Linked DNA regions of Pan troglodytes: region 2 is linked to region 1. The links are chromatin contacts, called in public Hi-C maps. All regions are on one chromosome and are shown on one strand. Each heading gives the region's core, a stretch centred on a gene start, on an enhancer-like site or on the middle of the called end of the contact. The rest is flanking DNA. Distances are from core to core; before and after follow the strand shown. Region 1 holds the start of ARHGAP31 (Rho GTPase activating protein 31). Region 2 holds the start of COX17 (cytochrome c oxidase copper chaperone COX17).

The links. A called contact is a pair of places that touch in the nucleus more often than the background predicts.
Region 2: a contact with region 1 is called in a Hi-C map of stem cell-derived neural progenitor cells, with 4 times the contacts expected there. The contact joins the promoter of COX17 here to the promoter of ARHGAP31 in region 1. A contact is called at or near these places in 2 of 7 Hi-C or Micro-C datasets (induced pluripotent stem cells and stem cell-derived neural progenitor cells) and 1 of 1 datasets of contacts at active chromatin or transcription factors (stem cell-derived excitatory neurons).

What each region holds. Positions count from the first base shown.
Region 1 is chr2:122,594,498-122,599,770 of NHGRI_mPanTro3-v2.0_pri, forward strand. It overlaps ARHGAP31 (Rho GTPase activating protein 31), which reads left to right and starts at 1,478. Exons shown (of 12, transcript XM_001162142.7): 1 at 1,478-2,676. The coding sequence starts at 2,577.
Region 2 is chr2:122,977,815-122,983,087 of NHGRI_mPanTro3-v2.0_pri, forward strand. It overlaps COX17 (cytochrome c oxidase copper chaperone COX17), which reads right to left and starts at 3,534. Exons shown (of 3, transcript NM_001252540.1): 1 at 3,352-3,534; 2 at 1,305-1,393. The coding sequence starts at 3,458. The coding sequence ends at 1,309.

The DNA.
Region 1 (5,273 bases), core at 228-2,727:
ACCACGTAAGTCAGATGAAAGAATGAATGCAAAAGTCCTTGCTGAAGTAAACTGCTAAGCAAATGCTAATAGTGATCATTATAGTCCCATATGGAGCTGCTTCTCTATAAATAAAGGGAGGAACAAGCCATTGTACCAAATACCTTATCAGATACTCTCCAAGCAGTTTACAAAATGCTTAGAAATTGCTGCCCTAAAAGTAGGACTCGGGGAGCTATTGAAAGGTTTTCAGCAAGGCAGGCAGGCATATAACAACAGCAATCCTTCAAGATGACTCCTCAAGCTTTTAATACATAGGATGGAGGAAGTGGAGGAGATTGGACTCAACAAATCCCACTAGGAGTTACTTTAATAATTGAGGAGTGGATGGTCCTCATTGAGTGGGCCTGGAAAGGAATAAACCAAGCTGAGAGGCATGGTGAAGAGCTCATCGTCTGGGCGGGACTACCTTGCAGGTGGGAGAGGAAGGAGACAAATGAGTCTGTGGTTACTTGAAGACATTTCACCAAGATGACTGGGGCAAATGCTTCTCAGTGTCACTGAGAGATGGAAAATGAAAAACAGGAAAGACAATTCATAGAGGTTGGGCTGCAAACTCAAGTGGCAGCAGAGGCCAGGCAGGTGCAAAAGGGGGAAGACAGGCCGTGGGGTCTGCAAAACTGCAAGAGTCGTCTCTCTAAAGAGGGTGCCTCCAAGGGGCCTGCCACAACTCAGCATCAGCCGTCCTTGCCATATGGGAATGCACTTGTGGTGTAACTAGATCTTCCATTTTTTCAAGAGAAGCCAGAAATTCAGATCTTATGTGAAATCTCTTAACTTTTTAATGCTAGCTACTAATTTTAAAACGTGTTAAAGCATGGTGTCTGCCAGCCAAGTACATCTATGGGCCAGATCTGGCAGGCTGGCTATCAAGTTGTGACCTCTGACATAGAGAAAATGTCAAGGGTCAAAGTTCATAGACTGTTAAGGTGATACATAGAGAGACAGTGACTGTAAAGGGATTCAGTACCTAAAATGCTACGGATGCAGCTTTGCCAGCAATCTGAGCTGTATGACATATGCCCCTATCCTTCAAGCCTGTATATGGATTTGAATTTATACAGGAAGTTTCATCTAATCCTCAAATGGTTAAATCACAAGAATTTGAGTGCTTTCTGTGTGTTGAGTACACAGAAGTTAAAGAATTTAAAATCTAACTGGAGAAGAAAAAAACATGCCCTCTTGAAACAACTTGAAACAAATTATGAAAGAACCTGGGAGACTGCTTTCTTCACATTTCATGTGTCAGAGGCATCTTAAATCCTGGTTTGTCCCCCCCAAATCACTTCCATTTAGAAAACTTTGCAGTAGTGTGTGTGTGTGTGTGTGTGTGTGTGTGTATGTATGTGTCTTGAATATGTAACCAGAAATCTGATTTCCTGGGCAGTGGTTACAAAGCTGCAGCCTCTCTTTGCCCAGGGGTATCTTTACCCCAGCGTGGGAGGGGAGTGAGCTGAGGTGGGGGTGCACGAACGCTGCAGAGGAGGTTGGGATGGGAGTGGCCGGCGTGAAGCCACTGCCTGTCAGGTTTCTCCGCTGGAGTCCCCTGTTTGTCTCTGTCATTACTCTTTAAGTATTTGCGTAGCAGACAGGCGGGCACCGAAATAGAAAGTGTCAAAGATACGATGACAATGAGGATAAAACCAGGGCAGAGGGTTCTGAAAGTCCCAACCAGCACGGTCCCCGCAGAATGCCAGCGCACCTCCTCCCGCCACTTCAAAGAGCCGGCTCGGCGGGGCAGGAAGCGGCGGCTGCGGCTGCGGGTCCTGCGAGGAGAGCGCGATTTCCTCCGGGGCTGCCCAGTTATCTCTGGAGTCGCAGAACTGCTCTCGGGAGAACGCGTTCTCTACCCCAACCCCGTGCTCCTCAACCCACCCACCTACTTCCTCTAGCTCCACACACTCACAAGCACCGAGCTGCCAAAAATTTCCACCCTCCGCCCCCCTCCCTAGCTAACTTCCTTCCAGCATTTCCTGAGCTGGATGATCCTAGGATTTGTAAGACAGGAAAAAAAGGAAGGCGTGAGGGCGGGCAGCAGGGACAGGATGCTTGTTTTTCGCTCTACCAAAGTCGTCTGAAGGCGAGACAGCGGGCCCAGGGCGCAGGACCCACCGCAGCCCCCTGGGCAGTCTCCTCGCCCCGCGTCCGCGTCCTCTCCGGGGCACTTAGGAAGGCGGGGGGAGAGCTTGCCCTCCCTCCTAAGCGGAGGAGAAACACCCGAAGACACCGCAGGAGCCTGTGAAAGTCCCTAGGACTCCGAGTGAGGAAGTGACACTCCCAGGCGAGCCGGCCCGCGGCTGCCAGTCTGCACGGCCTCGGCACGGCGGCCCCGGAGCGGCGCAGGGTGGATCTCAGGCTCTGCCGGCCCGCGGCCCGCGGGGTCCATGCGCAGGGCCCCCAGCCCAAGTTCTTCCATCTTCCGATGCGGCCCCCCCGAGCCGCGGGGCAGCCGGTGATCTAGCCCGGGAGCCCATCTTACAGCGGTGCCAAGCAGAGGGGCGGCAGAGACGGAGGGGCAGCCTCTTTGGGACTAACTCATGAAGAACAAGGGTGCTAAGCAGAAGCTGAAACGAAAGGGAGCCGCCAGCGCGTTTGGCTGTGACCTGACGGAGTATCTGGAAAGCTCGGGACAGGATGGTAATGTGCCTTGGCCTTTCTCCCCCGCCCCCCCACCTTCTTTTTGTTTGAGGGAGAGACGGACTCTCTCGAGTTGTGTCAGAGTCGGTTCACAAGTTAATGTATTCCAGGCCTGTGCGCTCATTGCACTTTTTTTTTCTTTTTTTTTTTTAAAGAACACAAACGATTCTTAAGGTGCACAGCGCTGCTGTCCCGACGCGCAGAGGCTGCTGTGTCAGTCCTTCCGTTTGCCTCACACAAGCTGTTAATGGGTGGTACTGCCGCAAGTTTACCGGGCCACCTCAGGGGATGGGGGTGGAAGCTGCAGAGGTCCCAATCCTAAACTTGGCACGTTGGAAGGGAGGGAGGAGGGGTGGACATGTGGGATGGTGATCAGTGGTCTTCCCTGGGTACAAAATCATGACCGCCTTAGCTGTCCCTCCTGGGCTCTCCAATTTCGTCTGCTCACATCTTTTTTTATTAATGTGTTAGAAGGCAGTTGCGGGTGGGGGGTGGGGGAGGATCCTGGCTGGGGGAGTGGTTGCACAAACATTTCTGAATTTCTGAGCTGATGCCAAATATATAGTACCTCCACCCCCTTTCCACAACCCCCTCCCCGCCCTGCAAGACCTTTTCCCTCCTCTTGGCTTTCAGATTAACATTTGGTGTGTCAGACAAGAAGAGTGTTGTAAAAAGGTCAGAGGGCCTCGATTTTTAAATAGTTTAGGGTAAGTAGAGAAAAGGAAAACTTCTCTGTTTTCAAGGTCAGATGGGGGTAGGGGGGAGTTGGGGATGGGGGAATCCAGCGGAGACAATTTAAACATTTGTTGGGGAAGGGGGAAAGAAAACACCATCTAGATTACAATAACAGCGTTTGAGCTTAGAAGTGTTTAATCATAGGAAAGTTGGAAAATTGAGCATTAAATGACTCCTTTTGTAAGGTTGACTGGTTTTGCACTTACCCTTGACAAAAAGGCCTTGTCTTCAGAAGCTTCAGCGAGAGGAAAATAGCCTACTATATGGGCCATGTGTTTATACATAGATAGATACAACAAAGGGGAAAACTAAGGGCTGTGTAACCGTGCGGAATAATTCTGCCTCCAGGAAAATAATCTCAAAACCTATTTGATTAGTCCATATCGAATATGCATTTCAAAAACAGTGCAATGCTTTTGTTTCACTTCTGTGTTTTGGGAGACTCAGCACCACCTAGTAATTTGCAGTGGTGTGATATTCCTGTGGTATTCTAGAGTTCAGTCTGCTGTGTCATTAGGACAAATAGCTTAGGATTTTAGAGCTTGGAGAACCACAGGTTTCAAAACTGACTCTTTTGAAATTGATGCATAACTTAACACTTCATTGAATCCTCACCAACCATCTGGAGAGGTAGATTTGAGATAAAAATCACTTGGTTTGAGTTTTTTTGAGTGTGAGAAAACTCCAAGTATGCCTCTTAACCACTATCGCCAGAAGTTTACAATGAAAGGTTCCTCTTCACCTATTTTTGCAGGGGCCTTCAAGTTAACCTCCAGGTACACTAGGAATGCTCCTGGGATGCCACCTTTCACCATGCGGGTGTTATTCTGGCCCCTCCCTCAAATCTGTGAGAGTTGCGTAGGGGTGCTTGCCAGCCCTGTTCGTTCTTACAAACTAATAGATTATAGGATGAGCCAGAACCCCAGGGTTCTATGAAGATACGTCAAAGGCAGCTTTAGGCAGCTGTTCTTTCACCTGCTTTATATTTTGGGCTTCTGCATATGTTTCATTTAGACAAAAAAAACCAGAGACTACTGCTTAAAAGAATGGCAAACCAGTACCCCGGGTTCCCCACCCTGGGGAGGGGGAAAAGAAACCCAGAGGGGTAAATTGGCCTGCCTGAGGTCGTACAGCTAATCATGAAGGATCAGAGGGCCCTCCCTGGCCTGTTAGGTTCCTCTGCCCTCCCTGGCTTCTGTGTCTAAGCCAACATTCTCTTCTAATGATATTTTCCCCCTAAATTGAAAGCAGACAGCCCTGCTACAGGATCAGCAAACTTTGAAGACTGAACATACCTGATGAGAGTTCAGCTTTGAAAGGAAACGCAACTGACCCACTTAATGATCCACACACTGTTATTGTGCTACATGGAAATTAGACATGCATAATATACTGCTTATGGAAATAAGAGTAATTAGAATTTATTTTTTCCCTCAGCTAAAACTAGTTGGATGGTTTTTTTCTGTATATTTGTGATAGTGTAGCATCAATGAACAAAGTCAGTGCTAATGGTTTTCTCTAAAGTAATGTTGCTTCTTTGTGGACTCTCTCAAACATGTATTGATTCATAGACAAGGCCTGGACTCTGCTTCTGGGAGGAAAAGCTGAGCTGGGCACTGGCCCTTTGCCCACCACCTTGGAAGATCAGCCCAGAATGCTGAGGGTGACAAGTCAGTGTGGTAACTGGGAGTCAGGGGGCTGGAGAAGGGCTCCCTGGAGTGACATCATGGTTACTGAACTTTGAAGGTCAAAGGTGGTGCAGTGGACCTGCAATGAGACAGGAAGGATAGGTTCAGGTTTGGGAGTACAAGGGGAGAAGACCAAAGATTTAGGGAGGCAAAGAGAGCTCCTGTCTTTGGACA
Region 2 (5,273 bases), core at 2,284-4,783, 390 kb after region 1:
CCGCCCTGTCTGGGATGTCAGGAGTGCCACTGCCCGGCTGCCCACTGTCTGGGAAGTGAGGAGTGCCTCTGTCCGGCCACCCCGTCTGGGAAGTGAGGTGCCTCTCTGCCCGGCCACTGCCCCGTCTGGGAAGTGAGGTGCCCCTCTGCCCGGCTGCTGCCCCGTCTGGGAAGTGAGGAGCGCCTCTGCCCAGCTGCTGCCCCGTCTGGGATGTGAGGAGCGCCTCTGCCCAGCTGCCGCCCCGTCTGGGATGTGAGGAGTGCCTCTGCCTGGCCGCCCCACCGTCTGGGAAGTGTGGAGCGTCTCTGCCCAGCTGCCCACTGTCTGGGAAGTGAGGAGTGCCTCGGCCTGGCTTCCGCCCTGTCTGGGAAGTGAAGAGCACCACTGCCCGGCTGCCCCACGTCTGGGAAGTGAGGAGCACCTCTGCCCGGCCGCTGTGCAACCTTCCAAGTGTGAAGTGACAGCCCTGTGTGTGATCTTTTCTGTCTTCCCCAAGTTTGCATTTTTGATATTAAAGTTTACTTTTTAATTAAAAAAAAAATGGCCTGAGGCTTTAGTTTTATTCGAATAAAGCATGCTACAATTCCATTTTCATTTTTCAGAAAGCAATACTTCCATGGGATACCCACTCCCTACTTAAAAGCATTCTTTGGCCAGGCATAGTGGCTCACACCTCTTAATCCCAGCACTTTGGGAGACCAAGGCAGGAGGATTGCTTGAGTCCAAGAGGTTGAGACCAGCCTGGGCAAGATGGTGAAACCCCATCTCTAAAAAACAATACAAAAAATTAGCCAGGCATGGTGGCCCACACCTGTAGTCCCAGTTACTCAGGAGGCTGAGGGGAGGATCACCTGAACCTCCCAGGTTGAGGCTGCAATGAGCTGTGATTGGGCCACTTCACCCCAGCCTGGGTAACAGAGTCAGACCCTGTCTCAAAAAAAAAAAAAAAAAAAAAAAAAAAAAAAAAAAAAAAAAAGGCATTTACTGAAGTCCCACAATATTAGAAACAAGAAAGAGAATATGTTTCTTTTAGTTCCTTCAGTCAATTTTCCTAAAGCCATGGGACCCAAAGGCTTTTGTCAAACCCTTTCTTAAAAGCTCAGTTCTCCCCTTCCCCAATCCGCTAAATGACTGTCTTTACTGACATAATTTACTCCCTTCATTGGGAACTGAAAAATCATGGTTTTTTCAAATCGATACTTAGGCATTTTAGATTAACCAGGTGAACTACCTTTCAGAGAGAATGTAGCCCAATTGTTGCTAAATCTGTAAAGCAATACACAACTTTGAAGCAAGAAGCTTACCATTTCATATTTTAAATCCTAGGGCTCTCATGCATTCCTTGTGGGCCTCAATTAGATGTCCACAGTGTTCTTCTCCTTTCTCGATGATACTATAAAACAAAATGTACTTGTTATCTAAATATGCATTAAGCACATTATTAAGTATGCATGATAGTGATGGGGAGTGAGACAAAACACGGGTATAATGGAATGTAGCTGGAATTAAAACAAATGCTATTACCTCAAACAGCTTTGTTTTTATTTGATCTTATGATATGCCCATGCCTATGAAGACATTCCACAGATAAGTGATTTTGGGGGGGAAATCTGATAAGAAATAATCACGCATATTAAATATTGCCTCTAGTCAATATCCAAGGAGTAACACTGCTCTATAAAGAAATAAACTGACTGAGTAAAATATTTATGCTAAATGAAGGGCACAGAGAACAGCTCAACTTTCTGCTTATTATCACAGAGAAATTAACTTTCTGATTTTGCCCTACATTCAAACACAACCAAATAAATCTACTTCTAATTACATCAAAAACATCTGGTAGCCAGGAGACCGAGATAAGCACCCCTCATGATGATCAAAGAATATTTTACTTGTAAAATTCACAAAGTAAAGACTAGGACTACACAGCTTTATTTCTAAGGCCTGAAAATGTGATTTAGCAAATAATCAAGTTAAGCCCAATTCAATTACAAGGAAAAACTGACTCCTGACTATGGATATTTGGGGAGAACCCACGTGGTCTGAGGCAATCGAGGCAAAAGGAATTTAACAAAGGGAATAGGTTCTCCTTCCATGGAAACTCTACCCATGCTTCAATAGCTCAAGAGCTGCCTGCAAATGGGAGATTGCCTGGGATAGTGAGATCATTGTGAAGATAATAGCTAGCATTCATTGATCATTTATTGCCATGTATACTGTGTTAGCCACTTGACATGGTTTGTATCATTAATCTTTACAATAATACTGGAGGGAGTTTCTTTTATTAGAGTCATTTTACAGACACATGAGGCTCAAGGTCACCAAGTTAGTGGATTAACATTCAAACCTTGACTGTGGATCCCAGACTCTTAATCATGCTGTCATACTATTCAAGGTTCAACAGCACTTACTGTTACCACTGGAACAATTTGTTCAGACTGCAGTCTTTCAATCCTACCCGTATTATTTACAAAGTACTGAGGATTAATAAAAGCACTAAGCTCCTACACTCTTATTATCCCATTATAGCACTAATGATTTCTTTCTTATATCTACTATCTGGGAAGACAAAAGGGGCCAGAGGAAGAGATGCACATTCACGTTATCTGAGGACGTCCTCTAATGAGATTTGCTCCACAAGAGAGGCTATATAAAATGAGAACAAATCTTTTGTGGATTGACAATCTAGATGAACTATTCTTAATACTTTGTCCCCTGCGTCGTAGACTGGTTGATTTTCAACTTTTGGTTGCCTTAAAAGGGTTGAAGCGTAACTCTTCAGAACTGTAAGGAATACACTCTGTGTCCTACTGTCTCTAAATTTTGGGAGAAAGCCTTAGAAATTACCAGAAAACCTTTCCTGTTTGGTCTTAACAAATCTATCATAGCCCTTACCACGTGGTATACAAGTCATTGGTTTATGTCTCCATTAACTTTAAGCTCCTTTATATCAAGATGCATCTTTATCCATGTCTACATCTTCGGACCTAACGCAGTGCTTAACCCATAACAGATACTCAAAACACATTTGTAGGAAGGAATGAGTGGTTGAAGCTTGCCGTTCTCCTCTCTCTCCATCGTTTCCGGGGACTAAGCTACGGGATAAGTCAACAGAGACCCGACCACGAAACCTACAAGGCCCAATAATTATCTCCAGAGCGCCGCAATGGGGCGGGGCGGGGGCAGACAGGGAGGAGGAGTGGGGGAAGGGGGGAAGGAAGAGGGCAGAGGGCAGAAGGCAGAGCGCAGAGGGCAGAAGGCAGAGGGCAGAGGCCGTAGGGCATAGGCACCGGAAGGCACAGGCCGCGGCCCGGGGCTCGTCGGCCGCGCCCTCTCCGGCTGCGCACTGACCACGCATCGCGCGCCTTCTTGGTCTCCGGGCAAGCGCAGCAGGGCTTCAGCGGCTTCTTCTCCTGAGACTCAGGCGGGGCAGGGTTTGAGTCAACCAGACCCGGCATCTTTCGCGCCAAAAGCAGCTATGAGCGGAGACAGCCAAATCTATGCCAGCCTCGCCAAACGCCGATTCGTCCGCAGTCACTTCCGGCAGTCGCTCTAAAAAGTACAGGAAGTCCTGCTTCTCTCTGACAGGTGGGGAATTTAAAAGGAGCGCGTGCGCAGAAGAGGCAAAATTCGGGCCTTAACGCGAGGGTGCCCCTTCAGCGCATGCGCAAGGAGGCCCGCGGAACGCTCACCTGGACTGTGGTATTTACACTCTAGGACTCTAGGTCATAGAGTATTTGTTAAATCAACTTGGGGAGGGCTCACGAAGAAAGAAAGCAGCAAGACAACTGAGAGATCTCGTAACACCCGCTCCTCCCCACCCAATATCGAAACGGAAGCCCAAGATGGTGAAATGATTTGTTCAAGCCAAACAGGAGAAACCACAAGTGAAAGCCAGTTCCCTTGAATAACAGACTAGTTTCCCCCTTTTCTTTTATCCGCCTTCTTCCTGATCCCCACACACTGCAGGCCTTTCCTCTCTTTCATTGACCTATTTAAAAATGAATAGCAAAGACATAGAGCCACCGAGTCCACAACTACTGGGGGAATTTAAAAGGTCCTCTAACCCCCTATACACCTCCTACGCACATTAAATCCTCAGCTAATTTGCATTTATAGCCCCCCTCCAACTGATCTGAATTCAGTATGAATTATTCAGTCATATATTTATTAATATACTGATGAATAAAATTGAAAAATACCATTTCCATAGCATTTCCTCAGGTACATAGATAAACTGGTGCCCGTCTTATTCGCAACGAAATGGATATAATCATTGGATTTTTTTCCTGCAGAGAATTGTTGGAAACAGGCAATAAACTCTTTTATTTTATTTTATTTTATTTTTTGGAGATAGGGTCTTGCTCTGTCGCCCAGGCTGGAGTGAAGTGGCACGATCTTGGCTGACTGCAACCTCCACCTTCTGGGTTCAAGCAATTCTCCTGCCTCAGCCTCCTGAGTAGCTGGGATTACAGGTGTGCACCACCACGCCCGGGTAATTTTTGCATTTTTTAGTAGAGACAGGGTTTCGCCATGCTGGCCAGGCTGGTCTCGAACTCTGACCTCAGGTGATCCGCCCACATCAGCCTCCAAAAGTGCTAGGTTATAGGCGTGAGCCACTGCGCCTGGCCAATAAAATCATTTTTTAAAGCAGGACTTGGAGGCACTGTTCAATAGCTGCTGGGTGATAGGTATTTTTAGGTACTTAAACTTTCAGCATCACCTAATCAAAGTTTGTTTCTATATTATAGATATTTAACTCAGGGAATTTACAGGCGTGTCTGTGAACTGGTGCTGTATAAGAGTAATTTCTGTATGTGTATTTTTCAGGTTACTAAGACCATCCCCATTTTGTCATCTGAAAACTTTCAATAAGGATGATTTTTATTTCCTTCTGGATTGATATTTTTAATAATACAACACATTACCCTCATGTTCTAAATTCACCCTCATCCATTATTATCAATTCTTTCAACTAGGTGCTAACTCACATTGTTTAGAATCTTGCTAATCAAACAGTGCTTCCTGGATGAGCAATATCAACATCACTTGTAACCTTAATATACAATAAAATGTGGTTCAACAAATCATTGGGGAAAAGAAAATAGGCTAACCATCTGGAGAAAATTAAACACTACATTAAAAGGAAGAGCTCTAGATGCATTAAAGACCTAGATTGGAAAGATTGAAATATGAAATTAATAGCAAATTGTGGAGGAGAATATTTTAATACTGAGGGATGGGGAAATAACTTATGTTACAACATTTCAAAA